2 separate regions of the Macaca mulatta genome follow, and region 2 is linked to region 1. A link is a contact called in public Hi-C data. All regions are on one chromosome and are shown on one strand. Each heading gives the region's core, a stretch centred on a gene start, on an enhancer-like site or on the middle of the called end of the contact. The rest is flanking DNA. Distances are from core to core; before and after follow the strand shown.

Region 1 (6,706 bases), core at 2,788-5,287:
TTAGAATAAACAATAATAAATGTATAACTAAAATGAATCACCAATATATGAAAATATTAAAGGGAAAAATCATATTATATTATAACCGCCCTTCCCTCCACACCCCTAGTTTTAAAGACAAGGATCCCTTCCCAGCTACTCAGAAGGCTGAGGCAGGAGGATGGCCTGAGTCCAGGAGCTGGAGGCTGCAATGAGTTATGAGCTGTAAGAAGACCTTGTCTCTATAAAAAAAATTAAATAAAACTTTAAAAGATAAGAATCCTTAAGACCATTTAACATGTTTACTGGACACTGTTTCTACCACTGTGGCATTTTGCATGGCTAGATTTTTCCTAGCTTCTTAAAAAGGATATTAGTAGCTCCACACCTACCGTTATTTCTGTCTTAAAAATCCCAATATGACTAAAACGTCAACAAAATACCTGCAAAGTTACGTATTCATAATCTCTCTCTCACTCACACAATTAATCCAAAATAGTGATTGTTTTAAAATAATGTGATACTGGGGTAAATGACAGGGCTAAAAGATGAACACTAAGAGTAAAGTTCATGTATCAGCATTTCAGTTCCGTTCCTGGAGTGGACATGTCAAGCAGGGTCAGCGGAGCCCAGGAGAGACAAGCAGGGCAGTGTAAATGGGAGCCCCACTTCTAAGCATATGCCTGGGGGCAGCAGGGCAGGTAGAGGGAAAAAGATGGAGAAGCCCACTCACTACTTTGCCCCCCGCAAGTGGACTAAAGACCCTGGCTTCACATGTTAAATGATTCACACTTCTTGTACACCTCTGACATCACTCCATTATACCTCTCTGTTATCATGGGTTATTTATTACTCATGAGTTCAGTGCTTTTGATCTTCTCTCTTTAAAAAAAAAAAAAAAAAAAACTTTACAGGAGTCCCAGAATTAACCATATAGTCAGCTAACACTAAATTGTCTAAACCAACACCAATCCAATAATGGTTACAAAATCACATCATATCCAGCAGACAATAAAAGCTGAATTTTCGTAATTCCATCTGGTGGATCCCTTTGCAACTTAAAGAAAAAAAAAATGTTGGATAGACACTTAAAAATAGGGTTGTTGTTTTTTTTTCCTGGTTGAGTTTATTTTACAGCCAGTTTTTCCATAAAGGTATTTAAAAGCTGATACAAACTTGACATGCAAATACTTCTACCCAGCCTTTGAAAATTTCTTAATAAATGCCAACAGACAAGGTCCTCTGGAATAGACAAAGATGAGTAAGCCAGAGTCGTGCTCTCAAGACACCCAAAAGCTAGCAGGGGCAGATAAAAACATGTACACAACTTGCAAGAACCCAAGGCAGCAAGATGTGTGTGTAAACGTGCCACAATATACACAATAAAGCTCCCCAAAAAAGGAGAAAGAGAAAGCTAAGCTCAAGATCAAAGAACTACACCAGCATACAATCCAAATAAACCATTAAAATCCATTAATGAATTAAATAAGTCAAAAGAGAAAGTTAAGACACAATGAATGCTAATAAAACTTAGTAAGGCATAGAAGTCCAGATTCTAACTCTGGTTCTGCTGAAAACTAGCTGTGATATTAAACCATTACTCCTTCCAAACCTAGGTTTCTCCATCCATAAACGGGAAACGGCACCTCCTCTGCCTGTTTAACGGGCTGCTGTGAGGATGAAATCGGCTCACAAAATCTTCACTTCCCAGTAACTTTAGCTCCCAGCTTCCCTCTCACACCAGAATCTCCTCATAAGCAGTTATTCAACTTCTTCCTGAGCACTTCCAGTAAGGGGAACTTCATTATTTCTCAATATCGATTACTACATCCGGGACAGCACTGATTCTTACAAATGTTCTTGCTTAGTGAAACCAAGATCAGTCTCTCAGAAATTTCTATCCTATGGTCTTACACAGAAAAACAACAGAAAACTGGAAAAGCCTAAGAAAGTAACATGTAATGAAAACATGAAACACAAAAACAATGCACCGGTGTGAGAGCTCACCAGCACTTGGGAGGCCAAGGCCGGAGAAGCGCTTAAGCCCAGGAGTTTGAGACCAGACACGGCAACACAGTGAGACCTCCTCTCTTAAAAAAAAAAAATAAAAATTAGCCGGGCGTGTTAGCACACGCCTGCAGTCCCAGCCACTCAGGAGGCTGAGGTGGGAGGATCAATTAGAGTTTGCAGTGAGCCAAGATGGCGCCACTGCACTCCAGCCTGGGCGACAGAGCAAGACCCTGTCTCAACAAAGGAAAAGGAAAAGGAAAAGGAAAACGAAAGGAACAGAACGGAAAGAAAAAAGGAACAGAAAGGAGAAAGGAACGGAAAGGAGAAAAGAACGGAAAGGAAAGAAGAAATGAAAGGAACGGAAAGGAAAAAGGAACGGAAAGGAGAAAAGGAGAAAAGGAGAGAGGAGAGAGGAGGGAGGAAAGGAAATGAAAGGAAAGGTCAGAGATAAATCACTCTTAACCAAGAAATTTTAGGGAAGGCTTCACAGAGAGTAGGTATCTGCTGGTTCTCCAAGGTGGGAAGAATTGATTTGTGGCTTCAAACTCTAGGTCTTTTTCTTTGAAAAGGTCTTCTGTTAGGGAGAAACTGGCAAGAGAGCACAAGGCCTGTCCCAAAGGGTTCTTGAAGCACATTCTTTTTTGCAGATGAGCACATCCCTTTAGCGTATGAGCCAAGAAAGCGGTGGCCAAAAAGCCTGGAGGTGAGCTGGAGCCAGATCAGGAGAAACCTGAACATCACTCTCCTAAAAAGGCTGGACTGAAATGAGTGCAGGCAACTCACCGAAGACTTCTGACAAGATGGCAGAATTCAACGTTTGGGAAGATTAGTTACGTGGAGATGGCCTGGGTGGGAGTGGGGGTTTGAGTGCCACACTGGCCAGGATTCAGGGAGCAGATACTGGAAATGACGCGAAAGCCCACGACTGGGAGAGAGAAGAAATGTTAAAACGCTGCCAAGTGACTAAGGACTGATTCTATTAACAGATTAAAAAGTTAATTTATAGTATCTATTCAGTGAAGGACAAAATACAGGATTCTGTTTTACTTATAAATGTAGTTTTGACATCCCACACCGCTGCAGGACGCTGTACTGCCGGAGACCAATTCCTCTGCGTTCCTAAAGGGTACTTCCTGCTAGCCAAAGCACGTTTTAAAAAAGTGAGAGTCATGGTTCATAATCCATATTTATTTGGTAAGAAGCACAGGCAGTGCCAAGTTGAATTTGGGTAAGCAGTTTGGGATAAGCTATTTCAACAATGAAATGGCCGATGTGATGATCCTCAGGGAATACAAAAAGCCTCCTAGCAGCCATCTGTTAAAAACTTTTTGGTAGGGATGAGTCTTTCCAGCTACTCTAAGACACATCTGATCAATAAAACGCCCATCCCTGAGCAGCACCTTGGTCCTCCGGAGATCAACGTTTACAGCGGGCTCCTCTTGGACTCTCCCTCTCCCTTTCCCTAAAGGAGCGGGCAGGACCAGGCCTCACCGGAAAACAGCGCAGCCGACCGCCCTCCACCCCGGGAGCAGGGGCCGGGCTCCCCTCCCCCAGCAGAGGCGGCGGAGGGCGGCGCTCTCAGAGGCCTGGAGCCTGGTACCCGGCGCAGCCGGCCCCGCAGCCTCGCCCGCCCCATCCCCCGCCGCCCCGGCCCGGCCCGCTCACCTCGACCCGGGCCGGCTCGGGGCCCTGCACGGCCACCGGCTGCTGCTGCTGCTGCAGCTGCTGGGCAAGCGCCGGCGATACTTTGTTCCGGTGGCTAAGGTCTTCATCCGGGCCGGCCCGGACCGCAGCCGGGGCCCACAGCAGTGGAACCAGAAAGAGCAGAAGCAGCTGGGGCGCCGATGCGCGGCCGTTCCCTGGGGCCGCGGCCGCCATCCCGCCCGCCGGGCCGGCCGCGCACGGGCACCGCAAGAGGAAGTGCGGCGACAGGAAGCCTCGACCCCGAACAGCCTCCGCGGCGCGTCCTCACGACTCGCCGCCGCCGCCGCCGCTTAGAGAGCAGTCAGCACCATCCGGGAAGTGCAAGCGGCGGGAGTAAAGTGAGGGGCAGGCCCCAGTCCTCTCAGGCGGCGGCTACACTGGAGTCAACCAACCGACTCCGCGCGACCCAGCCCAGGCTCCTCTCGGCCCCGTCCCTGCCCGCGACGGCCTCCCATTGGCCCGGCGTCCGCCTCGGCGTCGTGACGTCCTCGGCCAGGTTGAGGAGCGGCGCGCGCCCTCCTCCCATTGGACCCGGCGCTCCCGGCAGGTACCCGGCACCGCGTGTCCTTCCTCTGCTCGCATCCTACCCGCGCCGCGTCCCGGCCCTCCTTTCTCTGCCCCACAGTCCCAGGACTGCGGGGCTCTTCGCGTCTGCTTCGTCCTGAGCCTTCCGCCGTCATGTCCGCACCCGCTGTTCCCTGCGCTTAGTCTCTCTTAGAGGTCAAATTAGCGCGAGCGCCTCTGGTTACGTGGCGCTGGCTCGCAGGCACCGCCACGCCCAGCTCTGTTCCGCTCTCCCTTGCCGAGCGTCTGTGCCACCCCTCCATGCGCCCACCTACCGCCAAAAACGTTCTTAGGAGCTCAAAACGCTATTTTTTTTTTTTAAGTTCTGAAATGGGATTTGGAAATAACATGACATTTTTCAAGCCTTGTTTTAAGATACTGCCTATAATTATCCCAGACCAAAAATGGCTAACGTTGCCCTCGTCCAGTATGGCCTTGACGTTTTGGGTGCATCTTGTTTTGTGTTACTCCTTAGACCCTTTAAAAATGCTGGGCTTTTGAAATGGACTGTTTAAGACTTTTGCAGGATGGAGCTTTGGGTGAGCAAGACTAGAAGACAGGAAAGGATGGTTGGTTAGGCTTGAGAGTATTTTTACGTCTTCCCAAAAGAAAAGTGAGCTACCATAAGTTTGACTGAGACCGAGTCCCTAATAAAAATCGGTAGTGCTAACCATGTGCCAGGCACTAATCTAATATTACACATATTTACATACAGTAAACCTGTACTCAGTAAAGAGCTAAGGAAGTTTATCACCAACTGAAACAAAAAATTAATTTACCAAAACAATCTGTGGGAAAGTGGGCGAACCTACTTTGAGTTCACCGAAGATACCGTGTTTGTCATAGGATAGTAAAATTTCCGTCTATGTTTTTTTGTTTTGTTTTTCGGGTTGTTTTTGTTTTTGAGACGGAGTTTCACTCTTGTTGTCCAGGATGGAGTGCAATGGCGCCATCTCAGCTCACTGCAACCTCCGCCTCCCTGCAACCTCCGCCTCCCAGGTACAAACGATTCTCCTGCCTCAGCTTCCCGAGTAGCTGGGATTACAGGCATGGTCCACCATGCCCGGCTAATTTTGTATTTTTAGTAGAGATGAGGTTTCTCCATGTTGGTCAGGCTGGTCTCGAACTCCCGACCTCAGGTGATGCGCCCACCTTCTCTCAAAGTGTTGGGATTACAGGTGTGCGCTTCCGGTCTCCGTCCATGTTGCTCTGTCCGCAGTTCCCCTTGTAAACTCCTACTCATACTTCCAAACCCTATTCAGGCCTCCACTCTCAGAAGTTTTCCCTAACACCTGCCCTTACAGAATTTGTCACTTGTTCCTTCATGTTATAGCTTTATGCATGCTTCTATTATTGTGTAAGTAGGATGCCACCACACAGTTTGGGGGTGTGTTAAAAGAAAAACCTTAGGCAAATTAACAGCGTTTAATCAAGCAAAGAACCCAAAGAATGATTTGCAAATCAAAAAGACCCCAAACCAAAGTAAGTTCAGAGAGGCTCCAGTCCTGCCGAGTGGTCGGAAAAAATAAAGTGACTTACAGAAAACATAATTGAGGGACCAAAACAGCTGGATTGGTTATAGCTGGGGTTTGCCTTATTTGAACACGGTTTGAACAGTTGGACACTTGTGATCGGCCAACACTCTGTGATTCGTACAAGAATAGGTTACAGTCTGTTTACACACCCAGTTAGGCTACAGTTCACTAGGTATGGGGAAACCTTTAGGCTGAACTTAAAATACGTAAGGAGGCAGCTTTACACTAAATTTAACAGATGCAACTATCATCCCTGGAGTGCAAATGTTTGAGCTTTCATAAGCCAGTAATAACATAAAACCCAGAAGCCCAAACTTCTTCAACTACCTCCCTTTAATCATACAGGAATTGCTGTGCTTAAAAGGGGCCTGAAAGGGTGGCTTGAGGTCCCAAGGGAGGGACCTGAAGGGAGCAGCTTAGACTAAAGACAGAGCCAGAAGGGTGAATGTAGCAAAACTGGCTGTGTGTCCCTCATTGCTGAAAGCTGCTTTGTTTATTTTGTAGGATGGGCTGCCCACACTCCAGGGTTGTCTCAGGAAGGACTCCTGGCCAAATTCAGTCATCTCAACATATGAGGCAGTGAGGACTTCTGGGCTACAGCTGCAGGATGCTGAAGCACTAGCTCCTGAGTGTGCAGTGGCTCAGGGGCAAGGCAGCAAAGCTATTTGGCAGAAGATGTAACATAAATGGAGATAAAGCATTGGCGAACTGGCACAGTGGTGTCAGCAAAGCATCAGAGTCTTACTCTGGGCCAGAGTAAGACCTTTCTAGCCTGCCCCAGTGTCACCCTGATCCAAGGGCCCTCAGGTGCTGCCAGGCTCGGCTCTAGGTGTCTGATTCTCATGAGATTTATTTCTGTTTCCACACACATCTACCTCCTGGGGTCAGTGCTCAGGCATGCTAAATCAAGGCTG
Region 2 (6,706 bases), core at 1,911-4,410, 51 kb after region 1:
AATTCCAAACAAAATTACCTACATACTACCTTATTTGCAGAAATGTGATTTACAACTGCCTATTTTTAACTATAGCAATTATGAACTTCTTTTCATTTTTAAGAGTACTGCTAGAGGGCCAGGTGCAATGGCTAATGCCTGTAATCCCAGCACTTTGGGAGGCCAAGGCAGGTGGATCACTTGAGGTCATGAGTTCAAGACCAGCCTGGCCAAAATGTTGAAACCCCATTTCTACTAAAAAATACAAAAATTAGCTGGGCATGGTGGTGTGCACCTCTAGTCCCAGCTACTCAGGAGGCTGAGGGAGGAGAATTGCTTGAACCCAGGAGGCAGAGGTTGCAGTGAGCCAAGATCAAGCCACTACATTCCAGCCTGGGTGACAGTGAGACTCCATCTCAAAAAAAAAGAGTACTACTAGATTTTGCACAGGAAAAATATTCAAATATAAGTATCAAGGTTAACGTTACCAAATGATTTTAAATTTGGATTAACCAAGATATTTACTAAATGCTACCATCTGGGATAAATCCATTCCTACTTGATCTTTCACACAGATTGAGCTTCACATGGTACAAGATATTTCCCATGAAGTATACCAGAGCATAAGAGCTTGGGATTTAAATTCCAACAGGCAGGGTTCAGGTACCACCCTTGCTAGTACTAGCATCATTGCACAAGTGCGATCTTCTAAGTTTGAGTTTGCACATGTGTAAATGGGAATAATGACAATAACATCTCCCTCACAGGTCTACTGTGAGGATTAAGTGAGGAAAGGCATGTACTCCTTAGTAGTCATCACATAATCATATACGTAAGCACTTAGTCAATGGTGGTTACTATTAATAAACCAGTAAAATCTCTCTTACATGCTCCTTAGCCATTAACACATTTTTTTAAAATGGTAAAAGTGATAAGCATCTTGTCAATGAAGACTCTTTGGAAAATACAGAGACATATAAAAAAGAGGCCATAGACTCTTACCTCCACCCAAGTCTATCTCCCTTTTTCATATAAACAGGGGTACAAAATTTGAAAAGAGAGTAATACATGTATTAATTTTTTGGAGACACTGCCAGTTTTGATGCAAGTTATCTTTTTTTTGTTGGAATAAAAATGCCTTTCATTACTGGTCTGGATATTTTGTACCTTCTCCAGTACTAAAAGAAACGTCTGTTTAAATTTAGAGAGAGAGGGAAAAAAGGGCACTTGAACACTATGGGAGGTTCTACTGTAGAATTCTGGAAGAAGAAAAAGGTGTAAATTATTTCACAATACAGTAGAAATTACAGGAAGTCCAAAGAGTACCAATTGTTACAGTAATGATTAAGGATAAGGCACCAAGTCTCTTTTTTGACTGTCATATAATAACAGACTTGAGTTGCAACAGCTGGTGTGTATGCAAGTTCAGGGGATGATTTTACAGGTGCCATTTAATCCAGGTACACTAGACTAGTACCTTTCTCAAAACTCAGAAAATAAATTGCTGCGAAGTTAAAAGGATTTAACCCTGATTATAAATGGGGTAACAGGTAATTTTTTGCTTAAAGAGAGCCTCTAGGAAACAGGAGGTTTGATCAGTTTGTTTCATGTACTTCTACTTCTTCCCTTTAGGGTGCCTCAGAATGACCTGGTTCTCCCTTCTCTGTGTTAACACCTGACACATCTTTCTCTGACAGTCAAAACTCACAGATTATCCAAGTTTTAGAAGCCACGTTATACTCGTCCCTTTGTTGCCTGCGGACCTGGGGCACTGCCTATGAGTGTTTCAAGGGATAACCCAGATGTTTTTAAACTTTAAAAAAAAAATTTTTTTAATACAAGGTCTTTCTCTGTTACCCAGGCTAGAGTACAGTGGCATGATTATAGCTCACTGCAGTCTCTACCGCCTGATCTCAAATGATCTTCCTGCCTTCATTCCAAGTAGCTGGCACTACAGGCACACGCCACCACGCCCTGCCAATGTTTTATATTTTCAGGAGAGACGGAGTCGCACTATATTTCCCAGCCTGGTCTCGAACTCCTGAGCTCGAGCGATCCGCCTGCCTCGGCCTCCTAAAGTGCTGGGATTATAGGCGTGAGCCACTGCGCCCGGCCTAAAATGCATCTTAAGAGGCACTGTTCTATTTCTACCATCTCGAATAGTATTTGGCCAACTCTTTCCAGCTGTGTCCTGAATTCAAAGTGGAAAAAGGAGAAGAAAATTATAACAGGTCTCACAATCTCTGATTCTATTCAAACCCTGACGATTTAATCTTTCGCTGAACTAGGTTACAGAATCTTTCGAAAGTCAAATGGAGCTTCGGGACGGGCCTGCCTATGACGTGCACCTTGGATCACCTTCCCCAGGGGCACCTGCCTAGGTGCGGGCTAGGGCGACTCAGTCCTTTGTTCCCACTGCGAGGGTTGGGGAGAGAAATGGGGGAAGCCGAGGCCGAAGAGCCAGCCTGACTTCATTTCCACAAATGATTCCGGTGACCTCAAGTTAGGGTATGAGCCACTGGAGTGCAGGGGACGGGCAAGAGGAGAATCTGGGGCAAGGGGGACTTCATTTTGCCGCCTAAATTCGGATGACCAGGCCTAAATTCGGATGCGTCGCCATTTCCCACAGGGAAAGGCTCCGTGCGGCTATCAGTTCACATTCCTCCAGCCGAGTGCAAGCGGCTCCGCTCTCCCTCGGCGTCCGCGGACACCTGGGCACTGCTCCCCCGAGCCACGCAGCAGCCCGGGCATGGCCGGGGTCTGGCGGAGGGAGCGCCGTGCTGCGCCCGGGAACCCGCCGGGGCCTCCTAGGCCGGGTCCCGCCTCTGCTGCCCCCTGTCGGCTGCCCGCGAGCCGGGGCGCCCTGAACTCTCCGCGCCTGGGCCTCCGCGGCTCGGTTACCTCTTGGGGACATCAAAGGCGCGGCAGGCGGCGGGGCGCGGCGGCTCCCCACACTTCGTTTTCCCATAGCGTATCAGGTCCTGAAAGATCGCGCAGCCCGGGAGCAGGCCAGGCGGCAGGAGCTGCAGCAGTAGGGTGAGCAGGAAGGCGGCGGTCAGCGTGAGCCACACCGCGCGCAGCGGGTTCAGCGCCGAGAGCTCGGCCTCCGCCCAGGGAGCCATGGCCCGCGTGCCCGCCTTCCGAGCTGCTGGCGCCCCCACCGCCCGCTTGTCCGCGGAAAAGCGGCCACTGGCGCGCCGCGCGCAGGTCTCAGCCTAGCGGGACGTCGGTGACGCGGTGCGGGGCGGGGACGCGCAGAGCCCCTCCTGGAGTGGCCGCTCAGCCGCGGAGGTCCTTGGTCCCGGTTGTGCTGGCGCCGGCTGGTCGCTCGCAGTCCCTAATCTGGATATGGAGACGCTTAGATGGATTTCGAGAATATGATTAATCAGAAGTAAAGACGCAAAACAGATGAGACCACGTGTCTGCCACTCTTATCAGCATTATCTCCAAGGCAAAAAATGGAAACCTTACATGTTCCACTTTATTTAGCTAAATTGTGCTACACTAACATGTTAGAATATCATGCAGTCATTGAGAATTATTATGACGAGTGTAGAAACACAGAAAGCTGTTTAGGAAACAGTATGTGAAGTGAAAAAAAAAACCAGATGTAAAAATACATAGCTATGATTGCAAACAACTGTATTAATATGAATGTTTGTATATATGGATAAGGCAGATCACACAAAAATGAATAATCGTGTTAGGATGTTGGAAATGTGTTGCATATGTGTATAATGTAAACATGTAGACAAGTAATTGCACGTAATAATAAAAATTATAGTGGTAAAAACTGTGTTTAAAAAACAGCAGTCGCTTCCCAATAGGGTTTCAATCCTTAAAAGCAAAGTTTTTAAATTCCATCAGCTGTTTCCTGTAACATTTATCTCAGGTAGTGACAATGCTATTTATTGACTCACTGATTTTAAACAACACTGATTTTATTTACTATAAGTGAAAATCTAGCTCTTTTAAGTATTTAAAAGCCTTTAAAATGTTAATTCTGAAATATTGTATGCCTACTGTATGACAGGCATCATTTTGGATACTGAGGACAGAGGGGTTTACAAGACAATTGTCACTGCCTATTTGGAGCTTACATTTTTGAGACTGGGTGGTGGGTGAGAAGTGGAAGAGGGGAGAGGTAGCCAACTCATCACCCTTACTCCAATGAGATAGCCGATGTGTGTGTTGAATAAATATCAGGGTGGGTAGGTTAGTGGGACTTTGGATTGTTAAATGAGCAAGCTTTTAGAATTTTGCTTCTTTGTGCAACAACACCTAAGGCTTTACCAATCCTTTGACAGCCAGGTGATAAAGGATGGTCAAATTGGTATTCTAGCTAGGACAATGAAGCCTTATTGAGTGATCCTGGATCTCTTTTGCAGGAGTCTCCCTTTCGCTGTTTCTTTCCTTTTTTTTTTTTTTTTTTTCTTTTTTTTTTTTTTGAGACGGAGTCTAGCTCTGTTGCCCAGGCTGGAGTGCAGTGGCCTGATCTCTGCTCACTGCAAGCTCTGCCTCCCAGGTTCACACCATTCTCCTGCCTTAGCCTCCTGAATAGGTGGGACTACAGGCACCTGCCATCACACCCGGCCAATTTTTTTTTTTTTTTTTTTTTTGTATTTTTAGTAGAGACGGGGTTTCACTGTGTTAGCCAGGATGGTCTCGATCTCCTGACCTCGTGATCCATCCGCCTCAGCCTCCCAAAGTGCTGGGATTACAAGCATGAGCCACCGCACCTGGCACCACTTCACTGTTTCTTTTTTTTTTTTTTTTTTTTTTTTTGAGACGGAGTCTCGCTCTGTCACCCAGGCTGGAGTGCAGTGGCCGGATCTCAGCTCACTGCAAGCTCCGCCTCCCGGGTTCACGCCATTCTCCTGCCTCAGCCTCCCGAGTAGCTGGGACTACAGGCGCCTGCCACCTCGCCCGGCTAAGTTTTTGTATTTTTAGTAGAGACGGGGTTTCACTGTGTTAGCCAGGATGGTCTCGATCTCCTGACCTCGTGATCCGCCCATCTCGGCCTCCCAAAGTGCTGGGATTACAGGCTTGAGCCACCGCGCCCGGCCTCACTGTTTCTTTATTGTTCTTAGGTTAACTCCCTGGAAATGCAGCTGGCTTTTCCATGATCTCTTTCTTTTCAGAGAAGCTACTTGTAAGTGCATTGCAGGGACTCAGTTTCCTAGGTAGGAGTTTCTCTTAACAGTTGTCTGACCTGGGGGAGGATTGAAAACAAGGTAGGAGTGTGTGTGTGTGTGTGTGTGTGTGTGTGTGTGTGTGTGTGTGTGTGTGTGTGTGTGTGTGTGTTGTGGAAACAGGAAGGGTTGAGGAGGCTGGAGGGGAAAATTATCCCATATATTTTTTTGATTTTTTTTTTTTTTTTTTTTTTTTTTTGAGATGGAGTTTCACTCTTGTTGCCCGGGCTGGAGTGCAATGGCACGATCTTGGCTCACCGCGATCTCTGCCTCCCAGGTTCAAGCTATTCTCCTGCCTCAGCCTCCCGAGTAGCTGGGATTACAGGCACGTGCCACCAGACCAGGCTAATTTTGTATTTTCAGTAGAGACAGGGTTTCTCCATGTTGGTCAGGCTGATCTCAAACTCCCGACCTCAGATGATCGGCCTGCCTCGGCCTCCCAAAGTGCTGGGATTACAGGCGTGAGCCACCCTGCCTGGATATTTTTTAGATTATAATCAGCATGCACAGTTTATATTCAGAGAAGCCCCCTGTAGATGGCAGTGGCTGAACAGAAAGCCATAAGCTACACCCTCCCGGGAGTATTTGTGAATGTAAATCCTGACTGGAGTGAGTTAGTTCGAAAGTGGAATACCAGGCTAACATCTGTTAGAAAGATCATTGCTAATAAATATCAGTGAGCATTTTTTTCTTCATTTAATTAACTGCACTACATGTTCAACAAACTACTGGTCTTGCCTGCAGTAAATGGCAAAGCCATTTTTCCAGTTGCTCAGGGGAAAAACGTTGAACTCAGCCTTGATTCCTTTCTGTCATAGTCTAAATACAGTCAGTCAGCAAATCCTGTTGGCTCTACCTTCAAAATATGAATCTAAATTCAATCACCCTTAGAGTCAGTGCTTTAGGTCACAAGCCATCTCAATAAATCAGAAAAAGAAAGAAAACATATAAGGACTACTAAGTAAGAAATAACACTGTCATTATTTGACGATTATATGAAACTCCAATAATAGAAACTCCAATGGCATGCACAGATAAGGTATCAGAACTAGCAGGAGAGTTTGGGGAGGTTGCTGGAGATAAAAATCTGTTCATAAATATGATTTCTATTTCCCCGCAACAAACAGGAAATTGTACATTTTTATTTCTCAGCAACAAACAATATATTGTATGTTTCAAAGATACAATTCACAATGGCATAAAATATATGTCTAGGAGTAAATCTAATAAGGATATAAAAGATGTTAGAAATACCAAAATTGTTAGAAATAGATCATTGGTGCGGCAAAGAAAAGTCGGCACAGAGACAAAAGATCCCTCAGCAAGGCCATCTTTACTTTCTGCAGAAAGGGCGTTCAGTCGCAGATGGAACCATGGTGAGAGCACCCTTGAACAAAAGAAAATGAGACATAAATATTTATCCCTTACGCATTTGGGTTATCCTTACTGCTGTGTCCTGCATCCATTGGCTGGAGTGGGACCTCACAATCTTTTTTTTTTTTTTAGGACAGAGTTTGGCTCTTGTTGTCCAGGCT

What was found. Hi-C and Micro-C count contacts between places; a contact is called where the count stands out from the background.
Region 2: a contact with region 1 is called in a Hi-C map of cortical neurons, with 3 times the contacts expected there. The contact joins the promoter of SRD5A3 here to the promoter of TMEM165 in region 1. A contact is called at or near these places in 4 of 14 Hi-C or Micro-C datasets (cortical neurons, fetal cortex germinal zone, fibroblasts and 1 more).

What each region holds. Positions count from the first base shown.
Region 1 is chr5:78,098,863-78,105,568 of T2T-MMU8v2.0, forward strand. It overlaps TMEM165 (transmembrane protein 165), which reads right to left and starts at 4,038. Exons shown (of 6, transcript NM_001266322.1): 1 at 3,655-4,038. The coding sequence starts at 3,867.
Region 2 is chr5:78,150,525-78,157,230 of T2T-MMU8v2.0, forward strand. It overlaps SRD5A3 (steroid 5 alpha-reductase 3), which reads right to left and starts at 3,161. Exons shown (of 5, transcript NM_001257949.1): 1 at 2,881-3,161. The coding sequence starts at 3,101.